Linked DNA regions of Mus musculus: region 2 is linked to region 1. Evidence: chromatin contacts called from public HiChIP or PLAC-seq data. All regions are on one chromosome and are shown on one strand. Each heading gives the region's core, a stretch centred on a gene start, on an enhancer-like site or on the middle of the called end of the contact. The rest is flanking DNA. Distances are from core to core; before and after follow the strand shown.

Region 1 (5,223 bases), core at 1,225-3,724:
TTTTTCTGTGCTGTCTTTGTCTCACCTTTCACCACCTTCCATCCTGTAGAACGTTCTCTCTCTCCTCCGGGACAAAGTGCGGCTCACCGGAGACATCTCTTGTCCTTGGGAAATCACCTGTCCTATGGGCTAATATTTGCTAAAACCATTGTTGACTTTCAGTGACCATAGCACATCTCTTCAATAGCCCAGAGAAGCACACAAAGTATCCATCCTGTTGGGGACAGAGCAGTTTGCTCTTCATGTCCTGATTACACAATTGTTTATTTGCATGGGCGGACCTGTCACTTCTTGCTCTATCTAGATGGGGAGCCGGCAGGTGTGCGTGGGAGGGTAATTTCATCAAGTAGTTTGGTCTGCAGTAGGCTCTTGGCAGTTGGAACAGCCATTCATCTGCCTGCCTGGGATTCAAAGTTGTTGAATTTTTATTTATTTTTTTACTTTTATTTGACATGTATGGGTGTTATGCGTGCATGTATGTTGTTATGCTATGTGCATGCCTGGTGCCTAAGGAGGCCAGCAGGGTTGTCATATCCCTCTGGAACTTGAGTCACAGATGGTTGTGAGCCATCATGTGGGTGCTGAATGGGGAAATTAGATCTGGGTCCTTTGGAAGAGCAGCCAGTGCTCTTAACTACTGAGCCATCTCTCCAGTTCCAATTCAGAACGAGTTGTAAGACTTTGGCCCATGGAATCCAGCAAACTCAAGGATACAAGTCTACACTTAGTGGCTGAGTGACAGCACCATGAGTTGGGTTTATAGACAGGGTACCCGCTCCCCAAGCCTTATTGTTAAGGTTTGGACACAAGCATCTACATACATTTCCCTTTGGCAACACGAGCTACTTCTCAAGTCTTTCCCGACTCACCAAAAGGCTAAGTAAGGAATGAGGACTTATACAAGGAATGTCTAGGACCAGGAAGTAGTCTTGGGTTCACCCCCTTCTTATCCTCACCTGGGTTCTTTTCCTGCGTTGCCTCTCAGTGTCCCCCTCCTTCGGGCTCTCCTTTACTGAACACTCAAATAAGAAAACCCTTTCCTTTACATTCAATATGTTGTCCACTTAAGAGCAGCTCCAGAGAAGAGCTAAGTGGCCATGGTGATGGTGACAGCCATGGAGGTGGCCTATGGTGGTCCTGCTTTATTTGCTATGAGGTTTCAAAGATTTCCTTTGGGTGGGCTGGCATTTTGCCTTTTGGGCAAACCCTTAGGAGGGCTGGATAAAGTCCTAGCATCAATTTCTCCCTATTACAGCAAACCCCAGGGTCTGTAACAAAATGCAGTTATCCTGTATCCATGGCTCCATTGTAGGAAAATCTTACCTGTTCTGAACGCACTGTTTTTTTCCTTATCATTCCTTAAACAATGTGTGGTGACAACTATTTCCCTACACTTATACCATAGCTAGTAGTATAAGTAATTTAGACGGTGTTTAAAGCATTTTGAAGATGTGTGGGGTTCCAATGGGGGACCCAGCATTCATAGATTCTGATATGAGAGGAGGGTCCTAGAAGCAGTTCTCCATGGCTACTGAAGGATGGGTGTTTCTCAGATGTTTCCTTTCCTTTGCCCTCTTCCAGGGAGGATAAGAGTAGGCAAAGAATGGAATAGGTCCCATCAGAACACACTGAGATGTTTTGTATGGGTCAGGCACTGCTGAAACTGTGTAAGGCTTACAAGGTAGAGATCTGAGGACCGGGCACACAAGAGAACTTAACCCATCATGAAGGAGAACAGCAGTGCCTGGGGGTCAGTAGGTGACAAATTGCTTGATGGGTGGTAAGTGACAGGCAGCTCAGGTGATTGATTGCTGTCACAGAGCTGGTGATTTTTCTTGCTGTGAGCAGGATATGTAGACCGGTCCATGCTGGGCTGTTTATTCAAGAGCTTGGGTAAGTTCTGAACTGCACCTCAGGGAATAATACTGTGGGCAAAAGTCCCCAGAGGGAAGCCACACCTCCCAATGCCCTTCTGCAAGGCTGATGGGGTGATTAGGACCTCAGTGATCATGGAGGGCTTGGAATGGTTTAGTTCCAGAGCCCGATTCCACTTTATCTTGGGTTATCTTTGGCTCTCTAAATAGCCATCTCTTGTCCACTTCTTACATCCTTGTGGTTGACAGATAGACCCTTTTGGAATGTATTCACTTAGCAGATCACCAGGTTCCACCAACCAAAAGGCTAAGCAGAGTCTGCTCTAACCCGCCCACACGATGTTTCCACCAATGGCTTTGCATAGTGCCTTAATGTATGCTTTCTTTGTTCGGTTACTACAATAACAGTGTGATGAAACTGTTAACTACATCGGAACATGGAATTTGAAGTATTTCGAATCTGTGTTCCAGAGCCACGATCATTTATAGCTGGCTTCAGAATAAACGTTTTTAAATCCCCTCTGAGGTTAGAGCTATGCTTCTTATGTGGACACTGCCTGACTCTTCGTCTGGCTGCCAGAGTCTTGCTCTGATTCTGAGAACTACTCATGTTCCCAAGAGGCTGGGGCAGAGTGAGAAAGCGCCTAGTGGACACGGGCATTTCTACTAGGTTATATAGCCATCCTGCATATCACGAGCGTCTCACTCATGATACTCACTAGCTTAAGAAGAGGAACCTTCACAAACCCCATCCCTGTGATGGGGTTGGTATGAGCCAGGATGGAGATCTGAATCTTGACCATGAGTCGGAAACTTGGAATGTGGATAAGAACCCCAGAGCAGCCAGCGGTTATAAGTGGACTCAGTGATCTCCTTTTACCCCATCCATCCCTGAATCCATCCCTGGCTGACTGATTGGGGAACTATCCTCTGCCCTGAGGTTTTTGTTTTTGTCTTTGTTTTTGTTTTTCGAAACAGGGTTTCTCTGTGTAGCCCTGGCTGTCCTGGAACTCACTTTGTAGACCAGGCTGGCCTCGAACTCAGAAATCCACCTGCCTCTGCCTCCCAAGTGCTGGGATTAAAGTATGCACCACCACTGGCGGGCTCTGAGTGAATTCTTGAACCCACTGCTTTAGACCAGTTCAGCTTCTAGGCGCCTCCACACCTCCTCCAAGGGGCGGGCCCACAGGAGGCCTCCTGCCGCCTACTCTGGAGCTGGAAATATCAGGGCCCAGCAAACAACTTGCGCTTCTTATACTTTTCTCTCCTTTCTTTATTCTTTCCAGGCCTAGGAATGTTCATCCCCTCCCTTCCCCCCTCTTCTCCTTTGTCAGCTGTTTGAGAAGAAACAATTGCGTAGCTGCAGACCTCTGGCTCTTGCTTTTAATCCTGCCTTGCCGGCATACCCCCCTGGGGAGATTCTCCTGCTTTCTCTCCCCTCCCTGGATGGGGCCTAACATCCCCAGGGAAGAGGCCTGGCCTCTTCTGATGAACTGAAAATGGGATTAGGATGGGCCACAATTGGGTCTGTACTCCTGTGCAGGAGGGTGAAGTCGTGGATTGATGGAGTCAGGGCTGCAGTTCTCTGCCAGCTTCCGACACCACCGACAGGAGATGAAACAAGACAGAAGTAGCTGGTGCCAGGCACTGGAGCCAGGAGATGCTGGAAGTGCAAATTAGCTGACCTTCATTTTGTGTCCCTGCCAGAATGGTTTAGCAGAGAGCCAAAGTGAAGCCTGTGCAGACAGCAGGCGAGTGGTAGCGGTGGGGAGCACTTGCAGGCTGCCTCCCCACGCCTTCATTTAATTTGTTTTGTAGCAAGGATTGCTACCTATGTAGATCCACTCAAGAGTGGCAAGACAGTCATGGCAACCATGGCTTGTAGTTAGTGTGTTTCTCTCTCAGGGCAGCTCAGGGCAGGATGCCCAGAGCTAGGCAAGAATCCCCCGTGCTGGTAGAGTCTAGGGTGGTCCTGTCTGATTCTCTGTTGCCGTCAGGATGGAACTTGTAGCTTACAGTCTAAGAGGCCATGCAAACACCTGGCACCACAGTGACATGCCAGCAGTGGAAGGAGAAGAGACAAGACAGGAAGCTCCATCAGAGGACCGCGCTGGAGGTGTAGTGAATCTTCCTTCTCCTGTCTTCCTGGGCCGGGACAGCCAAGTGCTGTGGCTGCTCCTGGCCTCAGACAGGCAGAACATGGAATCTTCATTCCCAGTCGCCATGCCCAAGTGGAAGCTGGAAGTTGAGTCACGACTAAGAAGGGGGAGAAGACACTGGGCTGTGCTGAGTCTTTTCCTATAGCTGAGAAGCGTGGAAAACAGAGATACGTTTCTTTAGGTTGGGCTGGAGAGATGGCTCAGCGGTTAAGAGCACTGACTGCTCTTCCAGAGGTCCTGAGTTCAATTCCCAGCAACCACAAGGTGGCTCACAGCCATCTGTAATGGGATCCAATGGCTTCTTCTGGTGTGTCTGAGGACAGCTACAGTGTACTCACATAAAATAAATAAATACGTCTTTAAAAAAGAATGCTTTCTTAAAAAATTTTTCTTTAGGTCATGTGCTTTAAACATGATAGAGTTGGCCTTCTAGCCCATCCATGCTTCTAGAACCCCATGTTTGCTATACTGTCATCTAAACTTCGATGCCCAGGTCTCTTATATAAAATGGCAAGCCCACTAGTTACGGCCTGTCCATATCCTCCTGTCTACTTAATTTTATTTAGAAATTACTGTGTTACTTTAAAAAGATGATTGCATGTATTATTTGTTTTTAAATTGTATGTGTGTGTGTGTAGTAGCCTTAGAGACCTAGCGAGGACATTGGGTCTCCTGGAACTGGAATTACAGGTGGTCGTAAGTTATCATGTGGGTGCTGGGAACTGATCTAAGGCCTTCTGCAAGTGCAGTGAGTGTTCATAACTGTGGAGCCATTTCTCCAGCCCCTGTTGTTGTTTTTGTGTATAACACACACACACACACACACACACACACACACACACACACGGTGAGAGAAAGAGAGAGAGAGAGAGAGAAGAGTGAGAAGAATGATGTCTGTGTGTGTGGGCCATGTGATGTCTATGTATTGGTCATGTGATATCTATGTGTTGGTCGTGTGATGCCTATGTGTGGATCATGTGATATCTATGTGTGGGTCATGTGATGTCTGTGTGTTGGTCATATGATATCTATGTGTTGGTCATGTGATATCTCTGTGTGGGTCATGTGATGTCTATGTGTGGGTCATGTACCACAGGGCACATGTGGAGGTCTAAGGACACTTGAGGAGTCAGTTTTCTTCTTCCACCTTAATGTGGGTCCTGGGAATCAAACTCAGGTCATCAGTTTTG
Region 2 (5,223 bases), core at 1,006-3,505, 910 kb after region 1:
CCCTTAACAGAGCAAGCGAAATGAAGGGGTCATTCTCATGTCATGCTCCTGTGAGTCAAAGAGGCCCTTGTGACTGGGCCCTTTTGGCTATTTAACACTAAGCTCTCTCTAAAACCATATTCTCTGCAGGCCAAATCACTAGGGCCAAATAATAACCACACACACAAACATACACACACAACACACACACTCACACACACACACTCATATGTACACACTTATACACAAATACACAAAAACAAACACAGCCATACACAAAACACATACACACTCATACATACTCACACACACACACACACACACACAGACTCATATACATACACACACACACACAGACTCATATACATACAGATACTCATACACACATACCACACCACATAGTGTATCACATACATAATGCAATACAACACACATATATACCACAATTTACATACATACCATACATACAAACACAACACATACATAACATATGGCACATACATCAAAAACTAAAAGTATTTTATTAAGCCTACATGACTCTCCTGGGGAAGAATTCCCATGGTGGAGGTGTCCAGAGAGAATAGAGAGTCAGAGAAAACGAAGATGAACTGCTGGCCTCAGCTCTCATACCTTCACTACAGAATCCACGGAAGCTGAAGGTTACTTGCACCTCTTGAGAACAAATGGTGGCCTCCTTCCAAGTTTTGAGGTTGGCTGGTTCCAGGCCTAGGTCTGAACCTGTCCTTGCTAGCCTCAGATTTAATCTTATCCCATTGATCCCTGTTTCCTTCTCGTCAGCCTTTTGCTCACTGGTCCCTCTGTAAGGAATAGAAGTTCAGGCCAGTGAGGGCTTGGTCCACAGAAGGACACTGTTGAGAAGAGGAAACCTGAAGTAGGAAGGGAGTATCTAATGGGAGCTCTTCTAACATCAGTGGGAAGTTTACCTCAAATATAGTCACACATCCCTGGATTCTTCTTTGCCTTACATCTGATTTGGGGTGAGAATCTCTAAAAACACGAGCTTCAGGAAGCCCTTTGTCTTTGTAAGTTAATTATCATGTGTATCTTGTTATGGTATCAGAAAGCTGATTAATGATAAAATAACATCTCACTTGCCTATTTACCTATATCTTTTTATTTTTATTTTTTATTTTTATTTTATTTTTTTGTATTTGGTTGTTTATTTATTTATTTATTTGGTTTTTCGAAACAGGGTTTCTCTGTATAGACTTGGTTGTCCTGGAACTCACTCTGTAGACCAGGCTGGCCTCGAACTCAGAAATTCACCTGCCTCTGCCTCTGCCTCCCAAGTGCTGGGATTAAAGGTGTGTGCCACCACACCCAGCCTGTATCTTAAAAAAAAAAAAAAAAAAAAAAAAAAGATTAAATAAATCTAAGAATAAGAGACCAGAGGCCAAACAAAAGATATTAGAACCTTCAGTGAGTTTCTGTTCTCTGTGCCATCTGTCATAACAGAGCAGACTCTTGGTTCTAAGTATCACAGATGATCATGTGAACATCACGTATTTCTGCTAAGCTCGCCCATGATTTTGTACCATGTCCCTAACAGTCCTAGGAGATACAAACTATTGTCTTCATGTTCCATTTGCAAAAGTGAATATACAGAGAGAGCAGCACTTTCTTACAAGCACCAACACTAGCAGAGAAGTCATTTCCTGTCCCAAATCCACCCCTAGCTAAGAGTCTTTACACCGGGTCATGTAGAATAAATATCCATCAAATGATGGGTTAACAATTCCCATGGCCCTGAGTTTATAGAGGATCAGGATATGAGTGTGCCCCCAAATTATAAATGTGAAAAATCTCCCACACTCTTCCAGGAACAACCCCCCCCCCCCCAGCTTTCCTTGAGATTTTCCCTCATGGTCAAAGAGACCAACAATGCAGGCATGAGAGGCTCAAGCCCACAGCTGGCTCACCTGCCCCTCTCTTCCCTTGGCTCCCATGGAAAAGAAACCCAACCTCCCCAGCCCAGCTTTGTGCTCCTGGGAGCTTTGGTCCCAGTGGTTGATTGGATTATCTTTATTGGTCTTTCTGCCATTATTAAATCTCTGGGGACGTGAACCAGATGTCCCCATTTGACCAGCCATTGTAGTTGTGTCCAGCAATGGCCAGCTGTTTGGGGCTCTGTTCACAGACTGTCTCATTTATCTTGGATTTCTTAGTGCCAGAAGCAAGCTGCTGGAGGAGAAAGGGACGCTCCTGACCTCAGGAGGAAAGTATGAGTCAGGAATCCAGGAAATGCCACAAAGCATCGCTTTCTTCCCAGCATGCACCCTCTCTGCCCAGCTAAGCCTTCGAGGTATGCTTTGTTTTCCTTCCTTTAAGAATCTGATCCAGGCATCTCCCCTTTCAGAAAAAGATTTCCCCGATCATCTCTGAAAAATCTGTTGCATTTTAAGGTTGATCCATAGAGGGATTAGCTTCTGGGTTTTAGTTCCACATCTTTAGCGAATCGGGGTAGCACAGCTGGATGGACAGCTTAGCTTCACACATCACTGAGGAAAGCTTTGGGTCCAGGAAATTGCTAAGGACCGTTAGCAACGTTTCGTGTCTCCTCCCTCCCGGCCTGTTACCTAGTTCCAAGACTTGAGACAAAGCACCGCTCCAACTTGAGTGGAAACAGAGGAGCTCCAACAGTATCGAACTTGCGTGGAGGCGTTGGAAAGGAGTGTACACTGAGCCATCAGGCACTTGTGTCGTGGTTCTGACTGCCCATCTGTGGGTTAGATCATCTCATGATTAACAAAGACATGGAGAAATACTTGCTACCTCTATCCAGAACTGAGGTGCATCACCACCAGACTTACATAAGCAACCTGGAGGGTGGGATCAAATTCATGGTTCTAATCCAGGCTTAGATACCAACCTAGACTCAATTTCTATGGAACTTGGTCTTGTTACAGATTTTTAACAGACTGTTACATACATGAACAGAATGTCTCTCTTTTTGAAATAGTGTTTGAAATATTTTAAAACAGCCTGTAGACATTCTCACCCTTCGTGAAGAACTTCTTACGTCATTTTCCGTAGTTCTCAGCACCCCGTGAACAGGCTCTGGATCCACTGGATGATGAATGGCCCGAGTGGAACTCCAAGTAAGACTGTAGCTGTTTTGAAACATTAGTATTACTTTACCATTGTCCTATCAATCTTTCTAAAGTATCATGACAAATCTTATTTATAACGTGAAATCCAAAGACCAGGAGACTGGTAAAGGGCTCACTAAATGTCTAATTATGCTTTATACTATGATGTGGGAATTGAAGTCATTCTGTAGAAAAATGCTCAAGACTCTGGGAAGGAGCCCCAAATACAAAGTTGGGTTAAGGACATGAGGCGACATGAGGCATATATGCAAATGAGTGCACCCATCCTCTTGTATCATGGATGACTCTCACAAGTGTAAAGTCAAATGAGAGATATAGCGCACCCAGAATAATACATACCTGAAAGGTCAGAAACAACTAAAACTTACCCACAGCAATGTAAGATGTCCAATTAACACCTCCTTCTGTAGACATGTGACTATTCTGTCATTGGGAAGACACTGGGCTTCTGAACTTTGGTAAGTTCCGTTTATTGATCTAGGTACAGGTTTGTAATGAGCTGTTTTCTTCCTGGCCACAAGCCTCCAGAATAATGACTCAGACTCAAAATATATTTACAAAAGGCTAGGCCATATAGCTAGGCTCATTCCTTAACTAGCTAATAACCCATTTATATCAATCTATATTTTTCCAGGTGGTTATCTCTACTCAGATACCATGCATCTGCCTCCTCACATCTTCTCCAAAACTCTTCGTGTTCCTTGTTCTATCCCAGAATTCTTTCTGCCTACTTTATGTCCCACCTTCCATAAAACCCTGTCTTATAGGCCATAGGGTTTTATAGAAGGTGGGCACAGTTTATAGGCACAGTTGATGCATCCATATAAAAGACAAGATATTCTCTCTACATAGGTTAACTTGCTGTTATCTCTTCTCAAAATGAAACTCTTACACTTTCACTGGTTATTAATTGACAAATAATATTTGTTTATGTTTAATGGGAAGGATTTTAAGTTGATACATGTGTATGATATATAATTATTATATCAAAGTGATTAGCATCCCCATTAAAAATATCTCTATGTGGTGCAGCGTTCTAACTCGTCTCTAAGTATTCTGACAGGTATAGTTAGCGATAGACTGCAGCCCTATTGTGCAACATACACTCTGTGGTGGTTTGGATGAAAAATGTCCTCCATAGTCTCCTGTTTTTGAGTAGTTGGTCCTCAGTGGTGATGCTGTCTAAAGAGAAGGTGCAGCTTTGTAGGAGGAAATGTGTTACTAGGGATGGGTTTTTCCAATCTTTTCCACTTTACAACCTTGCTCCATTCCTGTTCTCTCTGTGTGTCTGTCCATGTATGTGTCTGTCTGTCTCTCTGTGTTTGTCTGTCTCTGTCTCTCTCCACTTCTGTCTCTCTTTGTCTCTATTTCTCTGTCCATCTCTCTGACTCTCTCTATCTCTGTCTCTCGCTATCTCCCTGTCCCTCTCTCTCCTCTCCCCACCCTGCTTCCTGTGTGGAAGAAAATGTCATCAGCCGCCCTCTTCACCCCCCCCCCAATGCTTATCACTATCCCTTCTTAGCCATGGTGTATTATAACCCTCTAGACCCTTAGATCCAAGTAAACTTTACATCCTAGGTTTCTTTTAGTCGGTGTATTTTATCGCAGCTACAAAATACAAGGAGTAGAATAGTGAGAATCAGGTCACATTTACTCCTGTCCAAATGGTTTATGATCCAAGCAAATGTTAGCTTTAAAGGAATCCAGGCCTTTGTCCTAGGATAAGAAACATCACCATAAATCATAGAGCAGAGCATAGGGAAGACTTGGCCCAAATGCAGATACCTGTGTTATGTGACCATTGGGAAGTCAAACACCGTAGGTACATCAGTGTCTCTTGCTCATAGGGTCCAGGTGTCTAAATTTGGTCCCTATTTTGTAGACTTATGCAGTTACTGAAATTACCCCTTCTTATCCACTCCCTCCCACTTTATTGTGTATCAACCTCGAGGTCTCATTAGGAAACACTCTACCTCTGAACTTCATTCTCAGCCTGTGACTTCATTGTGAGACAAGGTCTCACCATGTAGCTCAGTCTGTAGTTGAAATTGCTGTGTAGCCCAGGCTGTCCTCCAAGGCATTGTATTCCTACCTCAGTCTCTTTAGAGTGGAT

The links. HiChIP or PLAC-seq counts read pairs in DNA pulled down with a chosen protein or histone mark.
Region 2: a contact with region 1 is called in an H3K27ac HiChIP or PLAC-seq map of embryonic fibroblasts, with 8 times the contacts expected there. The contact joins two enhancer-like sites. A contact is called at or near these places in 2 of 115 datasets of contacts at active chromatin or transcription factors (astrocytes and embryonic fibroblasts) and 1 of 9 other capture datasets (embryonic stem cells).

What each region holds. Positions count from the first base shown.
Region 1 is chr6:125,575,022-125,580,244 of GRCm38.p6, forward strand. All of the region lies in intron 6 of Vwf (Von Willebrand factor), which reads left to right. Among named protein-coding and RNA genes, the nearest start is that of Vwf, 25 kb to the left of the region's middle. Within about 2 kb of position 2,475, at least 66 of the 459 cell types and tissues checked have an H3K27ac peak or open chromatin away from gene starts, as enhancers often do. A contact at or near this core is called in astrocytes and embryonic fibroblasts, where this site is marked.
Region 2 is chr6:126,485,171-126,490,393 of GRCm38.p6, forward strand. It overlaps Gm38899 (a long non-coding RNA gene), which reads right to left. Exons shown (of 5, transcript XR_869437.2): 3 at 2,999-3,110; 4 at 2,577-2,719; 5 at 1,099-1,331. Among named protein-coding and RNA genes, the nearest start is that of Gm38899, 27 kb to the right of the region's middle. Within about 2 kb of position 2,256, at least 25 of the 459 cell types and tissues checked have an H3K27ac peak or open chromatin away from gene starts, as enhancers often do. A contact at or near this core is called in astrocytes and embryonic fibroblasts, where this site is marked.